2 separate regions of the Ovis aries genome follow, and region 1 is linked to region 2. Evidence: chromatin contacts called from public Hi-C data. All regions are on one chromosome and are shown on one strand. The core of a region is the stretch at or near the end of the contact, and the rest is flanking DNA. Distances in the headings are between cores, read along the strand shown.

Region 1 (3,151 bases), core at 331-2,830, 220 kb after region 2:
GATGTATGGCAGAAATCAAACCAATATTGTGACGTGATCATCAGTCAACTAAAAATAAACAAGTATAATTAAAAAAAAAAAAGAATACTGGAGTGAATTGCCATTTCCTTCTCCAGGGGATCTTCCCGACCCACTCCCAGGGATCAAACCTGGGTCTCCTGCATTGGCTGATGGATTCTTTACCACTGAGCTACCTGGGAAATTATAGTGTTTATTTCCCCATAAAGATCAAGTATCTGGTATAAAGTCATACTCTAATTTCTATCTCAGATCTGAAGGTAACAAGAGGCTGAGGGAGTTCACGCAACACCCAAGCAAGGGCACATAAAACTCTCTTGCATGAATACAAAACGTCTTCCCAGAGCTCTTCAAATAAAGTCACGATCTGGGGATGCTTGCAACTCTGATCACTTAGGATGGGCTGGGTCTTTCCATTTAAAACCTGGAGAGGTCAGTCAGTAAAGAAATCGCATCTTGGAAAAGATGCCCCAAGACACTGTTAGAAGCAAAAATTATTTAGAAAACAATGTCTATACCTTCCAGTTTTTAAACTGAAAAAGACCTGCTTCCTGGGAACTCCCCCTCAGTCGTGCCTGTGTGTGTCAAAATAACAGTAATGACTGACGTGAGAGACAGGATCGAGAACACAGTGCATTTTCAGAACAAAAAGTCTGAAGGACATAAGGTCTGTGCATTGTAAAGGGGCTTCCCAGGTGGCGCTAGTGGTAAAGAACCCACCTGCCTGTGCAGGAGATGTAAGAGACTCAAGTTCGATCCCTGGGTTGGGAAGATCCCCTGGAAGTGGGCATGGCGACCCACTCCAGTGTTCTTGCCTGGAGAATCCCAAGGCCAGAGGAGCCTGGCGGTGTATGGTCCACAGGGTCACAAAGAGCCAGACACTGAAGCAACTGAGCACGCACACATGTGCACTGTTAAAGGTAAGGCTCCCTGGAAGGAGGAGAGACAGACCGAAGGATGGTTCAAGGAGGAGCCCTATTTTACTGCGTGCTTGATTCAAGACTTCCTTGGTACTACGCTTTTTAAAAATGAAACAAAATCATGTCTTTCTAGCCACAGAGGACACCAGAAATGCTTGACTCTTAAGAATCTGCATTAAAAAAAAAAAAATGAGCAAGCTTGAGAAATCAGACATCTATACGAAACAGAATTCTCGTCCTGAAGACAGAAGCTTTGGGAGTCAAAAATCTCCCCCCTTGCCTTTTAGTTAAGCCTAAACTCTTGGTTTGGGGAACTGATGAAAGTTTGCACAGGGATCCCCAGCAACATAACCATTTATAGAAGCAAAGAAAGGTCCTTCATCTACGCCACATTTCCAGCCCTTTACATCAGCTTCTCACAACCAGCCATGCTTCTGTCCAGAGGCTGCCCTCACTACGTGTTAAATTCCTGTTCACCTGGACACTGGCTGTGTGGTCAATGACCCCAGGGAGAGGAGAGCTCACTTACCACTTATCTCTGCCTCTTTCCTTTCCCCAAGTCCTTTCAACTGGGCATCCAGGCTGAATTTTCCAGGTTCCCTTTTTGCTGTGGACCTGAATGTCAGCTAGCCAGCTGCTCACTGTGGGGACTATAAATGTCACTTTCAGATGAACTAGCTCCTGCTGTTTAAAAATATCCCCGGGGCACTCCACTTCCAAGGCTCTGAAGAGCAAGCATAAGCCAGGCAAAGTGGGAAAAGTTCTGTCCCCTCCTTTTAATCCCATTCCTCGCTTTATTTCAAAATCCCTAGATGCCATTTAAAGCCCAAGCTGCCGTCAGCAATACAAAGTCATTTTGGCCCTCCTGACACATGCAGAAAATTAACCCCGAGCAGGTGGGGTGTTTATGAAATGTTTTCTGGAACAAGCCCACAGCGAAGGCCCAAGACGATCACTTTCAAAAGATCTCCTGGCTTCTCTCTCTGCAAGAGATTTTGTAAAATCCCTCTAAAGGAAGATGCCACCTGATGAAATGTCTCCTATTTTTCAGGACCCAGGGGAAAAAAAAACAGAACCAAACAGCTCGGTTCCCATGCAGGGTCAGATGGCTGTCTCGGGGACTGGCGGAGGACATAAATCGGCTCTGTGCCACAGTTACAGAGTGTTCTGCAGCTGGGGTGTGTGTGTGGAGGGAGCGGGGCTTGTAGGACAAAGGTCACGTCCAGATCCGAGCCAGAGCTGGGCAGGGAGGGGAGCCAAGGCCGCACAAAAGGGCATTCCACTGTGCTCCGAGAAAAGATAAGGGGACCGCAATTCAGTGGCCTGGCAAGTGGAAAAACCCGAAGGGCGCTGAACTGATACACACGATTTCAGCGGTGGGTATGCCAGGTACAGCTTCACCCTGCCAGAGTGACTTCATTTCTGGGCACATTTTTCAAGAAGGAAGAGTTAGCAAATAATGAGTCTCATGGGATTTTCTCCAGTGGACTTACAAGGAGGAAGCGTATTTCTTACCTGCTGCCCGGGTTCTCCTGAGGCCTGGGTATCATCAGAGGGAGCCTGGAGTTGGGGATGAAAAACATGCAGGTCAGGGACTCAGTCAATGGCGGGGCTTAGGTTGTTTACCGAGACTGCTTCACTCCAGCGGAGCTCACACAAGCCTTTGGAAGAGCCATCTCTCTAAACACAGACATGTCCTCCAATGTCTCTGGGGGGAGCCATTCATAACTCAGGGAAATTTTTTTAACACTCCATTGAAAACACTGTCCCTAATGACTCCAAAAAATTATGATCTGGGCAGAGGGTCAGTAAGTAGCGGGACCACTGGGCTTTGACATCAGATCGATCTGACTCTGAATCCTTGCTCTGTCACCTGTGGCTTTGGGCAAACGGCCAAGCCTGTTTTTTCATCTCATGACGTCACCACATGGTTGAGAAGAAGAAATAAAACGCTACAAACTTCCCTGGTAGTCCAATGCTTGTGAATCCACCTTGCAACGCAGGGGAAGAGGGTTCGATCCCTGGTCAGGGAACCGAGATCCCACATACCGTGGAGCAACTGAGCCCTCGCATTCTGGAGCTGAAGAGACACAACCAGAGAATTCCATGCGCTGCAAAGCAAGATTCCTCACGGTGCAACAGAGATCCCGTGTGGTGCAACTAAGACCTGAAGGATCCTCCAGCCTACCCCTTTATCGTACAGATGGGGAAAC
Region 2 (3,143 bases), core at 308-2,807:
TTTAAGTGAGGTACAGAACCTAATGAGCATGCATCAAGAATGTAGATGGCTGGGTATATGAATGGTTGGATGGATGGGTGGATGGATGGATGGGTAGGTGGGTGGGTGGGTAGATACGTAGCTAGATGGATGAATGGAGTGGATGACAGATGGGTGTGTGGGTGAATGGATGGATGAGTAGACAAGCGGATGAATAGGATTGGTAGATGGATGGATGAATGGGGTGGATGATGGATGGATGGGTAGATGGCTGGATGCATAGATTAGTGGATGGATGATGGATACGTGGGTGGGTATGTGGGTGAGTGTGTGGGTGGATGGATGGATGAGTAGACAAGTGGATGGGTGGATCGTGGATGGATGGATGGATGGATGAATGAGGTGGATGATGGATGGGTGGATGGATGGGTAGGTGGGTGGGTAATATGATGAACATAGGTGATGAAGGGCGGGGGGGAAGAGAGGCAGAAAGGGAAAAATACTTCTATTTCTGATTCCATGGCTACTTACACATGTGGTGGCAGTTCAAAGAAGTTGACCCCTTGATAAAGTTCCATCTGGCTCAGAGTATAGATTCCCAGCTCTTGGTATGGGTTCACAGACACAAGGAGGGTCCCAATATATGTCTAGAGGAACAGACCAAAGCACTAGTGAGGCATTCCAGGGTGCAAATGGCTCTGGCAAAAGACCAGCATGTGCTATGATCCCCATGTGCCCCTTCAGTACTGGGATACAACACAATAAATAGGTCAGGTTGTGTGTGTGTGTGTGGGGGGGATGTCTCCACTGTCATGGAACCTAGCTGGCACGGGCAGACAAACAACCGAGTGATCAAGACTGCCCCGCTTAGTGTGTTAAGAAAGGCCTGGTTCTGCTGGCAGCCGCCTTGCCACCATGCAGAGAGGCTGCTGCCGAAGGAAACCGATGCAAAAGAAAGCAGAGGTATGGGAAAGAGTCCTCAAGACATCATCCTAGACCCTAGAGATCTGCTCTGGACCCTGAAGTTACATAGGTCGACAGATTCTCTCTCGGGGCTTAGGCTGATTTCAGCTGGGTCTCCAGCACTGGCAGCCGCAAAGGTCTTAATACAGAGGATCACAGTGCGCCTGCCAGTGGTTCCTGGGCATGCCCCCTCTGATGGTCAGCCCAGAGTGATACTGTTCACAGCCCTCAAGACTAGAGACCGGGGGACTTCTCTGGTGGTCCGGCGGCTACAACTCCGCCCTCCCCATGCAGGGGGCCCGGGTTTTATCCCTGGTCAGGGAACTAGATCCTACAGGCCGTAACTAATATCCAGTGCAGCTAAACAAATTAAATACATTAAAAAAATTTTTTTTAAAGGCCAAGGACCAGAAGGGAACCACCACTCTAGGAAAAACAGCTGAGAAATGAGTTACGCTACATAGATGAGGTTCTCGCTGAAACGCTTGCGGAGGTTGTCCAGAAAAGCAGATTCACTGGTGTATGCGTCCAGCAGCACAAAATCCTGCACCCCAACCTTGTCCCGGGCGGTCAGCGCGCCTTCCATGTGCAGACGGATGCGCTTGCGTCTCACTTCTTCTTTCTACGGAAAACACAACCTTCCTCAGCAACTCACTTATCATGTCATTTTTATCGTATGTCTAGTATGGAAATAGCAAGATCCCAGACCCTGGGGATAGCTGAGAGCAGAGATTACATTATGCTTTCTTCATTAAGCATTTACGATCTGGTTAGGGATACAAGTAATGATAGTAAAAGCAGTAACTAGCACCAGCAGCTGCTGCCAGGGACTCAGCATTCACTGCTTCAGCATGACACTAACCGTTTGACATGTATTATCTCTATCGATCCTCATTCCCACCCTATGACGTGCTATTATCATGCCCATTAGACTTCATCAAACATAAACCTTCTCATCAGAAGACACTGTTAAGAAATAAATCAGCCAGCCACAAGCTGGCAAAAAAATGTTCATGAGTTTAGTTATATACCTGCAAAGAACTTGTATCTAAAATAAAATACCCAGCTTGGTTAAAAGAAAACCAAAAACAAAACAAAACAAAACTCAGACCTAACAGAAACTGGGCAAAAGACTCGAATGGATGCTTCACAAATGAAGATAGACAGATGGCCAATAAGCACATAGTAAAGTCCTCAACATCTTTAGTCATCAGAGAAATGTACCCTTAGAATCACAATGAGGTGCCACCAGAAGAGTTCAAATGAAAAAGACAACATCGAGTATTCTCAAGGATGTAAAATGATGGAACTTTCATACGTTGCTGGCAGGAAGATCAATCGGACGAATCACTGGGGAAAGGTCTGGCAGTTTCTAATGAAGTTAACCAAGCCTCTACCCTTTGATGCAGCAATTCCATTCCGAAGTATTTACACAAGGGGAATGTAGACATAGGTCCACAAAAAGACTGGAACGTGAAGGTTTACATCGAGTTTATTCATGATGGCCCCAAACTGGAAACAATCCAAGTTCCTATCAACCAGAGAACAGAAGTGGAACATCTATACAATAGAATGGGTAAGCAGTGAAAGAGAAACGACAGGTGTGCCCAATGACACAGACATTATGCCGAGCGAAAGACCTCGGACACAAAAGCCTGCATGCTGTATGATTCCATTTATATGACATTCTAGGACAAGCAAAACTAATCTACAGTGAAAGTCACAACTGTTGCCTGGTTATGGGGGATTGCCTGGCCGAGGACATTTCTGGAGTGATAGAAACATTCCCTGACTTGGGGCAGCTATGAGTTACACGGGTGTATCTATTTGTCAAGATGAATGGCTACAGTGTTGTGCATTTTGATACATGTAAATTCTGTTTTGAAAAGAACCATGAAAATAATCAGATGGGGAGTGGAGGACCGCCAGTGGATGGAGGTGAAGATGGTAACAGAACGGCAGAATGCTCATAACTGTTGAAGCTGGGTGATGGGTATAGAAGGGATTTATTAATCTGTTCTGTTTCTGTCGTTGTCCAGTTGCACGGCCTGCAGCATGCCAGTGTGTGTGTGTGAAATTTTCCATAATGAGACGTTTTAAAAAACTGGATCACCACCAGGTGTCTCCCTACACTAGCCAAATGAAGCTGGAAGGAGGAGTAATCTTGATAATAAGGAGTAATCAAAGGATAAAAATGATGC

What was found. A called contact is a pair of places that touch in the nucleus more often than the background predicts.
Region 1: a Hi-C map of hypothalamus shows a contact between it and region 2, with 4 times the contacts expected there. The contact joins the promoter of ACACB here to the promoter of MYO1H in region 2. A contact is called at or near these places in 3 of 16 Hi-C or Micro-C datasets (hypothalamus, muscle and tail adipose tissue).

The regions. Positions count from the first base shown.
Region 1 is chr17:64,132,106-64,135,256 of ARS-UI_Ramb_v3.0, forward strand. It overlaps ACACB (acetyl-CoA carboxylase beta), which reads right to left and starts at 1,581. Exons shown (of 52, transcript XM_060401291.1): 1 at 1,468-1,581.
Region 2 is chr17:63,916,079-63,919,221 of ARS-UI_Ramb_v3.0, forward strand. MYO1H (myosin IH) reads right to left here and starts at 1,558. Exons shown (of 30, transcript XM_027980285.3): 1 at 1,403-1,558; 2 at 511-626. The coding sequence starts at 1,528.